2 separate regions of the Gasterosteus aculeatus genome follow, and region 1 is linked to region 2. The links are chromatin contacts, called in public Hi-C maps. All regions are on one chromosome and are shown on one strand. Each heading gives the region's core, a stretch centred on a gene start, on an enhancer-like site or on the middle of the called end of the contact. The rest is flanking DNA. Distances are from core to core; before and after follow the strand shown.

Region 1 (5,487 bases), core at 1,138-3,637, 630 kb after region 2:
CCATATCAATCAAGGACTGTGCAGAACACACACACACACACACACACACACACACACACACAGGTTAGTCATTTCCTAGGGAATTAGAAACTTTAAACACACACACTCTCGCTCTCACTAGACAAGCAGATTGACACTTCTCCACAAAGTGTTCATTTACTTCATTCGGGAAATGTTATAATTATTTCGTGTCCCATCAAAGGCAAACCAGTAAATTGGCAAAATAGAGGAGATACATTGGCCAAATATTCTTGTCAGTTGGACAGTGTTTGCTGACCAGTGTGTGTCAGTGTGTGACGTTGTCCTGCTGTCGAACACGTCGACCTTGTGCCAAGAGTCCATCATGTCGCCAGGGAAACGTCTTCCTGCCAACTCTTCCTGTAATGCACGCGTGTAATTGTTTACAGCTTCTTTGGTTTCTCAAAGTGTTTCACTGTTGTGTAATTGTGTAAAGTCCCTGGTTTGTCTTTGTTTCCTCGTGTGTCTCTGATTTGGACATTTTAGCTGATGTCATTCATTGGGACCAACAAAAGCACGTTTTCATAGCTGAGACACTAGTTGTCATTTTTGTTTTCACAATTTTTCATTTCCTCCTGTGATGATGCGCTTGCTCTGCTCCACCATGCTCACTGCTCTCCTCTGAGGAAACAATGCTTCCCTTTCCATTTTCTTCTGCCTCCTTCTCTGTACCACTGTCATCGCCCCCCCTCCCTCTCTTCTTTTATTACTCCCCCGCTCACCTCTTTCCTCCTTCCCATTTATGTCACTTTAACTCTGCAGCAGAATCCGCCCAAGTGAACTCGTTCTGCGCTGCAATTATAGACAAAATGAGCATTTACACCTCCCCTAGTGTCTTACTCTGTGAAGCAAAGGGGTTGTCTGCAAGCTAGTAAAGCCCTTCTTTATTACCTGCAGACCAAAGGGAAACTCCCCGATCGGTCGCTGCGGTAATGTACCTTTTTGGCACAACCATCCTAAATTCTTTCATTCGGTTACTGTGTCACACTTCCTTCTCCAGACCCCTCAGACACGTTGGGTCGGATTATGCTCCCGTCTCAATGATTCATTGAAGGAAACAAAGACCAGCTCAAACTCATCGTCTGTTATAAACACCCTTTTCTCCGCTGGGCAAAAGAACAATTAACAATTGTGAACAATTAACATCGTTGAAGTTCTCGTCTGACTGTTCACATCGTTGCCTAAAAGCTGCGTGTTTTCTGCGGTCGGGGCGTCTCAGGCACATGGTGGCTGGGATTCCCGCTGTGTCGCTTCAGGCCGTTGGTGAGCGCTCACAGGAAGAGTTGTTGTTGTTGTTGTTGTTAAGGCAGGGGAGAGTTTTATGTTATTCAGCCGCAGAAAGACGGAAAGCTTCCCCTCATTCCCTTCTTTACTTTGGTGATGCTCCCAAACACATGATCCAGCTGAGTGATGATCTCCTCCTCAGACTCCCTGTGCTGTCGTGTCGTGTGGAAGAAAGGTCTATTTTTAGTACTCTTTTATCAAATTACCTTTAAAACCGCATTTATTTAGTTACTAATGATTATTCTACTCCTTCACCTGTCTTGCTCCAGACTTTGTGCTGAGTAGTAACGGGCCATAGTTGATCCGCATGGTTCCCCAGTCAACACGCGACCAGGAGATCAGCGTTTATGCTTTTAATGTGGCTGCTACATTGTGAACTACAAAACCAGGATAGCTGGTTCCAATCACTTACTCTCAGATCCTCACAGGATCTTTTTCCAGAAACGCATACGGGTGATGTTACTCCCCCACCACTTCTGTAGAAACGAAGCGATAAGGAAGGAATGAAAGCGTCCTGGAGATGAGCCAGTTAACCGAAGCAACAGCATTAAAGAAAGCTGCATCCCCGTCCCGATGTGTACGCTCTCTGGTACCGTCTACAAGCGGCTCAGAGCAACCGGCCCTTTCAGCAGACTCCTTTCTCTAAAGTACCTTCTAACGTCTTCCATCCAGAGCAAGTGATCTGATACAGCCGAGTCCAACTGAGCATTGAACTCTTCAAATTAGCCAGTAGAGAGGAAGGTCATATTTGCATAATCTCATTAATGGTCAGGTTGATCTTATGAAGGTTTTGCTCGGTGCCAGACTGGCTTCCCTTTTGAATCCCGAGAAGTCGCCGTTTGTTTGGATACCGGGAAACGTAATATAATTGACAGAAAATGAAATACTTTAAAGATGGGTATGGGGGAGATTAGAGTGAGTATGACAACATAATACAGATGGTCACACAATCTTTGCACAGTCTTGATATTTTTATATATATATTAATTCAGGAAGTTTCATTTTACAGATCCACCTTAAACACATCTGGCTGGTCCAAATGGTCACTCCTCACTCTTTGGTCTGGCACATTAACTCGGTGTCGTCGACCCGGCCGCTGGTTGCCACATAACCACTGACTGACGGTTCTTTAGCTGGAGGTCAAGGGACTGTCCGGGTGGAGATGAACCCAGTGACTCGCTTCCAACGCTTTCCTTTGACTGAAACGCGAAATGAAACTTCTCAAACAGCATAATCCATTTCCGCTTTATTCTAAGAACAGTCCTTGTTTTAACAAAATCCAACCAAAGGCTGAAATAAGTGAAGTCATAACATATTGAATAATATTTTTTTTAAAAACTATTGATTGATTGGAACTTGGTAATGGCTCTTTATTGGATATAAATCTGGAAGCTGACCGATACAAATTTGTGAAAAAGAAGACATTTTAACTAATTAAGAGTTTTTGCTTTGGGAGGGAAAACCACTAAAACAGAACACGCAATGAGATGGTTCACAAGTCATCGTCATAGTGGAAAGGAACCCGTATTAATTGCCCCGGCGGTGCGGGCGGGTGACAGTCACACAGATTGCGTTGGACGGCTCCATCTGTCTTCATAGTGAAGGCCACAGTGTGACTGGAGCTGCAGTCCTCCCTCTGTTTCCTTTCTCACTTCCCACTTTCAACCACCCTCTGCAGCTGTCTTTGCCGAGTCAGACTCTTATTTGTACCCGACCCAGAGGTAGACGAGGCATCTTTCTCAAAACATATGGCAATCAACCCAGACAACAAGACAATAATGTGAAGGCTGCAAAAACTAGTATATAAAATAAATAAGTAAATGCAAACATTGCCTCTATAGCGATTGCTGCTGTAAGAAGCTGTTTTTGGCCGCTTAGTTCTCCACTGTGCCCCCCCCCCCCCCCCCCTGCCCCACAGGACAGCAGTTTTCACCACGTGATGGGTTGGGTCCTCCTGTTTGATCCGAGCATTCTAACCAGCCATTGTCGTCGTTGGAAACGGGAAGCTCCCTGTTTTGTGAATGCGTGACAGAACACGTGGTGTTTAGAGGCGCGACGTGTTAAAGCTTCATGCTCTGGATTCAATGCACGACTAACAAATCAGATTAATTCAGTACGATTTCTGAAACTCTTTTGACAATATTACATTACAATTTGGGTTGTACAGAACTGAACATATATGTGTGAGTGCAAATATAAATAATGTTCTCTCAATTAACTAAATAAAAGTAGCATTTAAAAAAGAAAGTGCTTCAATTAAAAAAAGAAGAAGAAATGACCGGAAGATAAGCTCGAATTTCACCTTTTCTGCTTCACATTTGGACTTTACACCCTCAGCTAATTATAAATAATAAATCTACACATTTTGACAATATATAGAATATATACATCCACTCTCTCCCTTTTTTCTAGTTTTTCCTGCCATGATGTTAAATCTGGTCTTGATGCATCAGGTTCTCGTCCTCACGTTGAGCCTCATGACGGCGTTTCAACGGGTTCTGAGGACATGAGACACTGGTTTAGTGCTGCAGTGGGAAGTATGAACAGAAACCAGTCCGTCCATTGAGGATTAAATGCTCTTCTTTCGAAGGCCACTTTTCTCTTTTTGCAGAGCGCCATTTGTTCTTCGTTTCTCTCACTTTCTCCGTCTCCTTCGTCTTTTCCCGATTGGTCGAGTGGCACCACGTGGGATGGTTTAACTCTAATTGCTCGGTGCTTTAAGCCACTACCCTAAAGACGACCAAAGTGCACCGTCGTCTTTAATTACAACCGTCTTTTTTTTATAGCTTTTGGTCCAAATGGGACGGCTTCTGGATCCGGCTCTGGTCTACTCTAATACACCTACAAGAGTAGGACAAATACTGGCATGTCTTCCCTCACATTCTTCTTTATACCATCCACAACGGCTGCGCAGTAATAGTAATATTAGTAATATTCAGTGCGATCATGACTTTAGCTTCCCACAATGAAATTAAACCATTTTACTGCGGATTTGACAAAACTAAAGCGCTCCCACTATGAGCCGGTGGTCTGAGGGCCGTCGTATCAAATGTGAAGTGGTTATTTCCTCCTGCCTGCAGGAAAGATAGAGCAATTTCCTGTCCCACCCTCCACTTCTAACCATGCAGGCAAATACGCACTAAGCCTTGAATGAGCACATTTAAGATGCCAAACTAATTTCTCTTTATGTCTTTTCTAAGTAAATATTATCCGATATAAGCTTTTGTGAAAATAAAACCCCATTTGTTCCTCTGAGCTATGACGGAATAGTTGGATGCACGGCGCGTCTTCCTACCTGATTTCCGTGTGGTGGTCAGCAGATCTTCCTTTTTGAACCTCTGCAGCCCCCCGGTCAGCAGCTGCCCTGCTTCACCTGATCTTTTATGTGCAGCTCAAAGCGTCTTTTTAGTCCTGGTTAAGTTATGATCTCCACTGCACAGCCAGAATGCACTCGCTGTAGCACTGACTGAGTTTATTATTAAATCTAGGGAATATATTATGTTTTATAATATTTGTAATGCTGCAATTCAATATGCCACATAAGAAACAAACCAATGGCAATTCAAAATGTCTACATGCAAAAGATATGATATGAAGATAAATAAATCAGTAACTGGGATAATTCTAAAGAGAATTTGAGGAAAACGTTGAACTCATATGTCCACTAATTGCAGGTTTCTCTGGATGAGAACTGCAGCAGACTACTTAAAATCTAAATCTAGGAGGGTTTCTCCGTGTCACCCACGAAGGTCACCACGCTAAAGTGTAAAGAAGTCAGTGGACCTGCAAGCTATGGGTTTGAATAGTTCTCTCAGGCAGGCAGGACAGTTCAAAGGGGGCAGTTATGGGGTGATTGTGCATGCTCTGATATGGCCTCTGTTGTTGGACAATAGCTTCTCTATGCGAGACATTGTTGCCCGTCATCCTCCCTCTGTTTTCTCTCTCACTCTCTCTGTCGTGCACACATAAAGCCAGTGGTGTACTCGATAGGTTGCATAATGAAATCATTGACTGTAGCGCTCCAAGCACCACCTACTACCACGAGCTGCGTTCACCCAGCATTTGCCATCGTTGAATGAATTATTTTTTGAAAGGACTGAAGAATCTGAATCTTCCGAGTCGGGTGGATCTGGTCTCCAGTGTGGTCGGTCAGAGCTGGTTCAAGTCCTTTTTGTTTTTTCTTCA
Region 2 (5,835 bases), core at 316-2,815:
TCACGGATGAGATGAGCGAAGGGAAGGGGGGAGAGGAGAGCTCAAGTGTTTGGAGGAATGATCGTAACATAATTGACAGAAAGTCAAATGTATTTGGGTCTTCATTGGGTTTCAGGAGGCAACACAAACACATGGAATGGAAAACAAGGGCAGGGTTGATACTATTTTCTCTGTGTGATATTTCTGTTGGGTGTGATTCTACATCTACCCCCCGGCGCCTCACACAGGATCATCCCGATGGATCAGAGACCCGTCACCGACCTGCTACCTGCTGATCCGCACACTAGCAACACTTGCATCCCTGAGTATTTGTACGAGCGTGAACACCAGCGCGTCCATAGTTGCCCCTGTGCCGGGTAGAAAACGTTTACTCGTACAGGAAACCCGGTGCTGGCTGATGCAAGCAGGGTCCATTTCATTTGAGGCCCTGAGGCCTTTCTAATCGGTATTAAGTCGCTGAATGATGTCACTCACACAATATGTAAATGTTACAAGTCGTCTTCCGGCTGTCAATCAGAATTGGAAGAATTACTCACATCACTAGTCCCATCACTAGAAAGCTTTACTTCACCAATCATGAAACGTGGATCAAATTGTCCGGTTTGCTGATGATCCCGTGGAAACAGACGGTCAGGGAGGAACAGGCAGGAAAGCTGCAGGCCTCGTTTAAGAGTGCAGCTCACATAATCCTCCTGCAAGCTGACCCGTCTTATGGTCAACTCCCAAGATAACCCCTCTGAAGGGAAGAAGGTGGAGGAGGAACGAGGAGGCGAGCAGAGTGCAAACGCTGCGTACAAAACAGTTCCTCGGGTTCAACAGCAGCCGCTGAGCAAGTGAGGGGAAAGAAGAACACGTTTTGAGGAATCGCCTGTATTTAATTCCAGGGCACAATGGTCATGCTTTGCTCTCCTCTGGTTGTGTGTCCTCGATGTAATAAAGTAATAACTGAACGGATTCTGTGTGTGTTAGTCTGTGTTTGTGTAGACATCCAGTGTGTTCCTCCGGTAGATTTTACCTGCATGGCTCACCAAGGTTTATTCCAGGACAAAATGCATATGAGCCGGCATGGCCAATCCACTGATTGGTAAATATACTGTATACTGTTTTTTGGCAGAGAGTGTCTTTACTGAGGGGCGTTTCCTCTTTACAACAACATCGAGGATTCTGTAAGGCGACAGATGTCGACTGACAATCTTCAACCAAACTCTTGACTGCCCCCCTGAACCTGTGTGTGGAGGACTGAACCGTCCTCCCCTCGAAATCAATCACTTCATCATCGTCATCTGATCTCAAGCTGCTTCAGGAAAGCAGCCACGTTTACTTGCATGAGGACCAGCGCGGGCCGTCCAAACCGCCCAAACCGTACAAACCGCCAAAACAGTCCAAACCGTCCAAACCGCCCAAACCGCCCAAACCTTACAAACCGCCCAAACCGCCCAAACCGTCCAAACCGCCCAAACCGTCCAAACCACCCAAACCGTCCAAACCGTAAGAACCGTCCAAACCGCTTAAACCGTCCAAACCGCCCAGACCGCCCAGACCGTCCAAACCGCCCAGACCGTCCAAACCGTCCAAACCGCCCAGACCGTACGAACCGCCCAAACCGCCCAGACCGCCCAAACCGCCCAAACCGCCCAGACCGTACAAACCGCCCAGACCGTCGAAACCGCCCAAACCGCCCAGACCGTACAAACCGCCCAAACTGCCCAAACCGCCCAGACCGTACAAACCGCCCAGACCGTCGAAACCGCCCAAACCGCCCAGACCGTACAAACCGCCCAAACCGCCCAAACCGCCCAGACCGTACAAACCGCCCAAACCGCCCAAACCGTCCAAACCGTCCAAACCGCACAAACCGCCAAGGCCGTCCAAACCGCACAAACCGCACATCGTCCAAACCGTCCAAACCGTCCAAACCGTCCAAATCGCCCAAACCGCCCAAACCGTCCAAACCGCACAAACCGCACAAACCGTCCAAACCGCACAAACCGTCCAAACCGCCCAAACCGCCTAGACCGTCCAAACCGTCCAAACCGCCCAAACGGCCAAACCGCGAGTCCCTCATTGCGGCTTCGTTGCATGAGAGGGTTTGATTTGACTTCCCCTCTAACAGAACGCCCCTCCCTCTTCTCCTCCAGCACCGACCCATTGCTCTCTGTTTGTCTAATCAGAACAACACACACACACAGCCTCCGGCGCACAGCAGTGATAAATTAACACAATTGCACGATTGACATTATTGAAACCATTTGTTTGTGTGTTTGTTTTAAGACGTTTGCACAGTTGTATTTGCATTTAAACGAGTCAGGGCTTTTTGTGATTACACAAACCTTTTTTTGGTCCGACACGCCGTTTTGAGAAGCAAGTGTGTGTGTGTGTGTGTGTGTGTGTGCGTGTGTGCGTGTCACGTGGGCAAGGAGAGCTGTGCGACTACAGGTTGTAGCAGCGATCAGCGAACACTTTAATATGCACACACACACTCCTTTGCTCAGACAGGCAATTTATTCCTTGTACCAACAAAGTCAGGCTGGCATCTGTAATTTATTGAAATTCATGACGGCTTTTTTTGTTTTGTTTATAGGTTTCCTTTGTTGCATTCGTCACGTCCTTGCTCATCTCCAATGGACTGAATTGAAAAACGTAATGTGAAATGTTTAAAGGACTTCTGTCTCTGCGGACCAATTGGACAAAACTGGACTTTGCCTTCAGACCAATCACGTTTGTAAACAGAGACATCACAAGGATGCAAATGTGCGTCCCTGATAAACAACCAGGTTGTCACTGTGGAAACAGTCTCTCAACTGAACGGCCTTCGGTGAAAGCTCCACATTCATTCCAAAACCCTCTTAAGAGCAGACTCCCGAGAGGGAGTGCATTAAATCTGCCATTAATTAGGATAGATGGAACTATTGGAACCATTCCGATGTTCAATGATGCTAATTATCTAATCAGTTGGACAAATTGAATCTATCCTTTCTGACTTGGGGAGTTGGTTAAACCTCTTTTGTTCTTGAACATATAGATGGATGACAGGTTTGAAAACTATTAAGGCAATAAAGGCCACAAACACAAGGTACCTACCAGTACCTACTGGGGGGTAGGTAGCATGTTGCATTAATATGTTGATTTTGTCCATCTGCTCCCCACATTCACATGTCCTCTGCGAGAGCCAAATAGCTCACATTTCTTTTATAAAGATCCCAAACAAAATGAGGTCATACATCTGAGCTTTAGTCCTCGGAGCGCTGTGTTGACGATGAGCTTTGGGCGCACCTAACAGCGCTGGAGGAAGTACACAGCTGTCTTACCCCTGGCTTATAATGAGTTATGCAAATCTCTGCCTTTTGTGCCCATAATGATGCTCGTAATGATCGGCAGGAGAATTAGAGCCGTGATCTCCCGAGTGCAGCGATTTGCAGACTCCAGTTCTACTATCTACTATCTGGGTGAAGTTTGTGCTTGAAGCCCAAAGAATTGACCCCCCCCCTCTCCGATCAGAAAAGAAGCGTTTGTGTCAACAGTAAAGTACAGTTTTTCCTCCAGGGATCAATTAAGTAAATTATCGTTGTGATTTATTCCAGCAGAGGCTAAACTGTTGACCTCCCCCAGGAACACTTACAGCGTAAGATGCATCTGAGAGCACTACGCCTGCTACTGAACAGAGGGTTTGTCCACGTGTAACCGATGGCAACCTGCTGGGATAAAGCTCCCGTAATGGGCAGAACTACGTTGATGTAGTTGTTCAAAGGCAGTCGAGCCGAGCGATGGCGCCTGAGGATGCACCGATGTCCTGATCCTGAAGGTCTCCCACGATTCCTCTTTGAAAGTCAGGTAAAGCAGAAGGCCTGCAGGAATGAGACACATTAGAAGAGGTTCTGGTTCTCACATGTTTCTTCTTTACATGTAAAGAATATGTCACATGTCATATGTGACCTGAGGTGACCGAGGTCCTCTAACTGCAGGAAATGATTCTTTGAAATATTTGCCTGGAGAAGAGAAGCGTTTTCAAAGAGAATAATCCTTCAGGGGACTTTAGCACTACACTTGAATGAGGTTTAAAAACTCACAAGGGACAGAAAAGCTTCACAGGAGAGAACATTGAATATATTGAACATGTCTCTGCATCATCGCTCGGAGACGAACCTCCCTGCCGGAGTCGCAGGTATAAAGCCATTTGTGTGTGTGTGTGTGTGTGTGTGTGTGTGTGTGTGTGTGTCAGAGCAGGAAAACGTGGCAAGACAAATGAGGGGGGTCGTGAGTTGGGGCCCGGGGCGTCCCGTGAGCCTGATAGATGGGGGAAGACCGCCTTAAAACGTCTGCGTTATTGATGCTCGCCCAACGGCGCTAAAAATACATTGTAGCACTGACCCGGACGCGTTTCGTCAGCTACGAGATGAGTCATGTGATGCGACGGACGGCGCCGGTCTCACGCTGGGCTCACGAATAAATGACGTCAGCCTGACGCTATTGATCAGCGACCCTGCAATGCGCCGCCACAATCCGTCTTTCAATATTGTCATGGCGGGATACAAAGGGAATCAGTTCGTCACATGTCACATGTTCTCTTTGGGGAGGGATCAAAGCTCCGTAGCTGTCGTGTGAACTCGATTGACGGATTGATGCGTGTTTGTCTTTAAACGTGCAACCGTTTTGGACTCGTGTGAAAAGGCCTTGAAGCTTTGGACAGAACTAAACACAAAGACTCCCGAGGGATCCTGAAAAGAAGTAAGCGGAGCGAAAGGGAGCCGCGTTCAGCCGCCTCAAAGCACGAAGACATCGGGCACATTTATCTGTAGTTTGGTGAGTTGTTGTTCAGATACCTGCTTTCCGTCTCTTTAAAGGGAAAACTTTTTGAATAAATTCAATGTTTTAACATTGGCTCGCACACTTACACACAGGTAGACACAATAAGTACGACACGCGCACAAAAATAAGTACCACAAACGCACAATGATCAATACAATTTAGTCGCACGGAGGCAGACGCTTCCCACGAGTGCGTTTCTCACACACACAGACACAGACACACACAGGGTAATGCAGCAGTCTGTGTCACACAGACACACACAGGGGAGCATAGGTTAGCTGCTGAACCGTGGAAAGGTTCAGTGCACTCTGACTGTTAATAACAAGAGTTTCATTTCCTGCGCGACTCTTTGACCTTCGCTGTCACCCCCCCCCCCCCCTGCCCCCCCCTCCGGGATTTAATGCGCTTTATTTGCCACAAATGATTCTAAACAACTTCGGTTTGTATCGACTGGAGATCTTCAGACAGTTCCTCCTCAGTACTCTACGATGCCGCTTGTTTGCACACGGCGATCAAAGATATATATATAGATATATATATATATCTATATATATATATATATATATATATATCTATATATATCTATATATATATGTGAGACACAAAAAAACGTCCACGTAATAACCAGAAATACCTTGAATCTGGTTCGTGTTCTTATGTTGGGGGGGCCTTGAGGGGGGGGGGTCCGTGTTCTCTTACCTCCCAACTGTTAACGGCACTACATCACATCACGTGTCATTTAGCTGACGCTTTCATCCAAAGCGACTTACAATAAGTGCATTTCCACCATAAGGACACAAACTCAGAAGAACAAGAAGCAAGAAAGTGCAATTTTTTTGCAGGCGGAAGATGATATTTTGTGACTTCTCCATCTGACACTGTGTCTTATTAAGTTATTGGTAGTAAAGTGGGTCGAAGTGTCGTGGCAGAGAAAGCCAATTATCCCCCCCCCCCCTCCCCCTCCACCGCCCCAAACCCCCTGCCTGCCTTCTGAGACCTGTCTTTAATTATCAACTTTTTATAACTCAG

What was found. Hi-C and Micro-C count contacts between places; a contact is called where the count stands out from the background.
Region 1: a Hi-C map of skeletal muscle shows a contact between it and region 2, with 11 times the contacts expected there. The contact joins two enhancer-like sites. A contact is called at or near these places in 2 of 6 Hi-C or Micro-C datasets (skeletal muscle and tail fin).

The regions. Positions count from the first base shown.
Region 1 is chr6:19,255,379-19,260,865 of fGasAcu3.hap1.1, forward strand. All of the region lies in intron 2 of ehbp1 (EH domain binding protein 1), which reads left to right. Among protein-coding and RNA genes, the nearest start is that of ehbp1, 7.6 kb to the left of the region's middle. Within about 2 kb of position 2,388, at least 2 of the 9 cell types and tissues checked have open chromatin away from gene starts, as enhancers often do.
Region 2 is chr6:18,631,141-18,636,975 of fGasAcu3.hap1.1, forward strand. No RefSeq gene overlaps it. Among protein-coding and RNA genes, the nearest start is that of mcm8, 66 kb to the left of the region's middle. Within about 2 kb of position 1,566, at least 1 of the 9 cell types and tissues checked has open chromatin away from gene starts, as enhancers often do.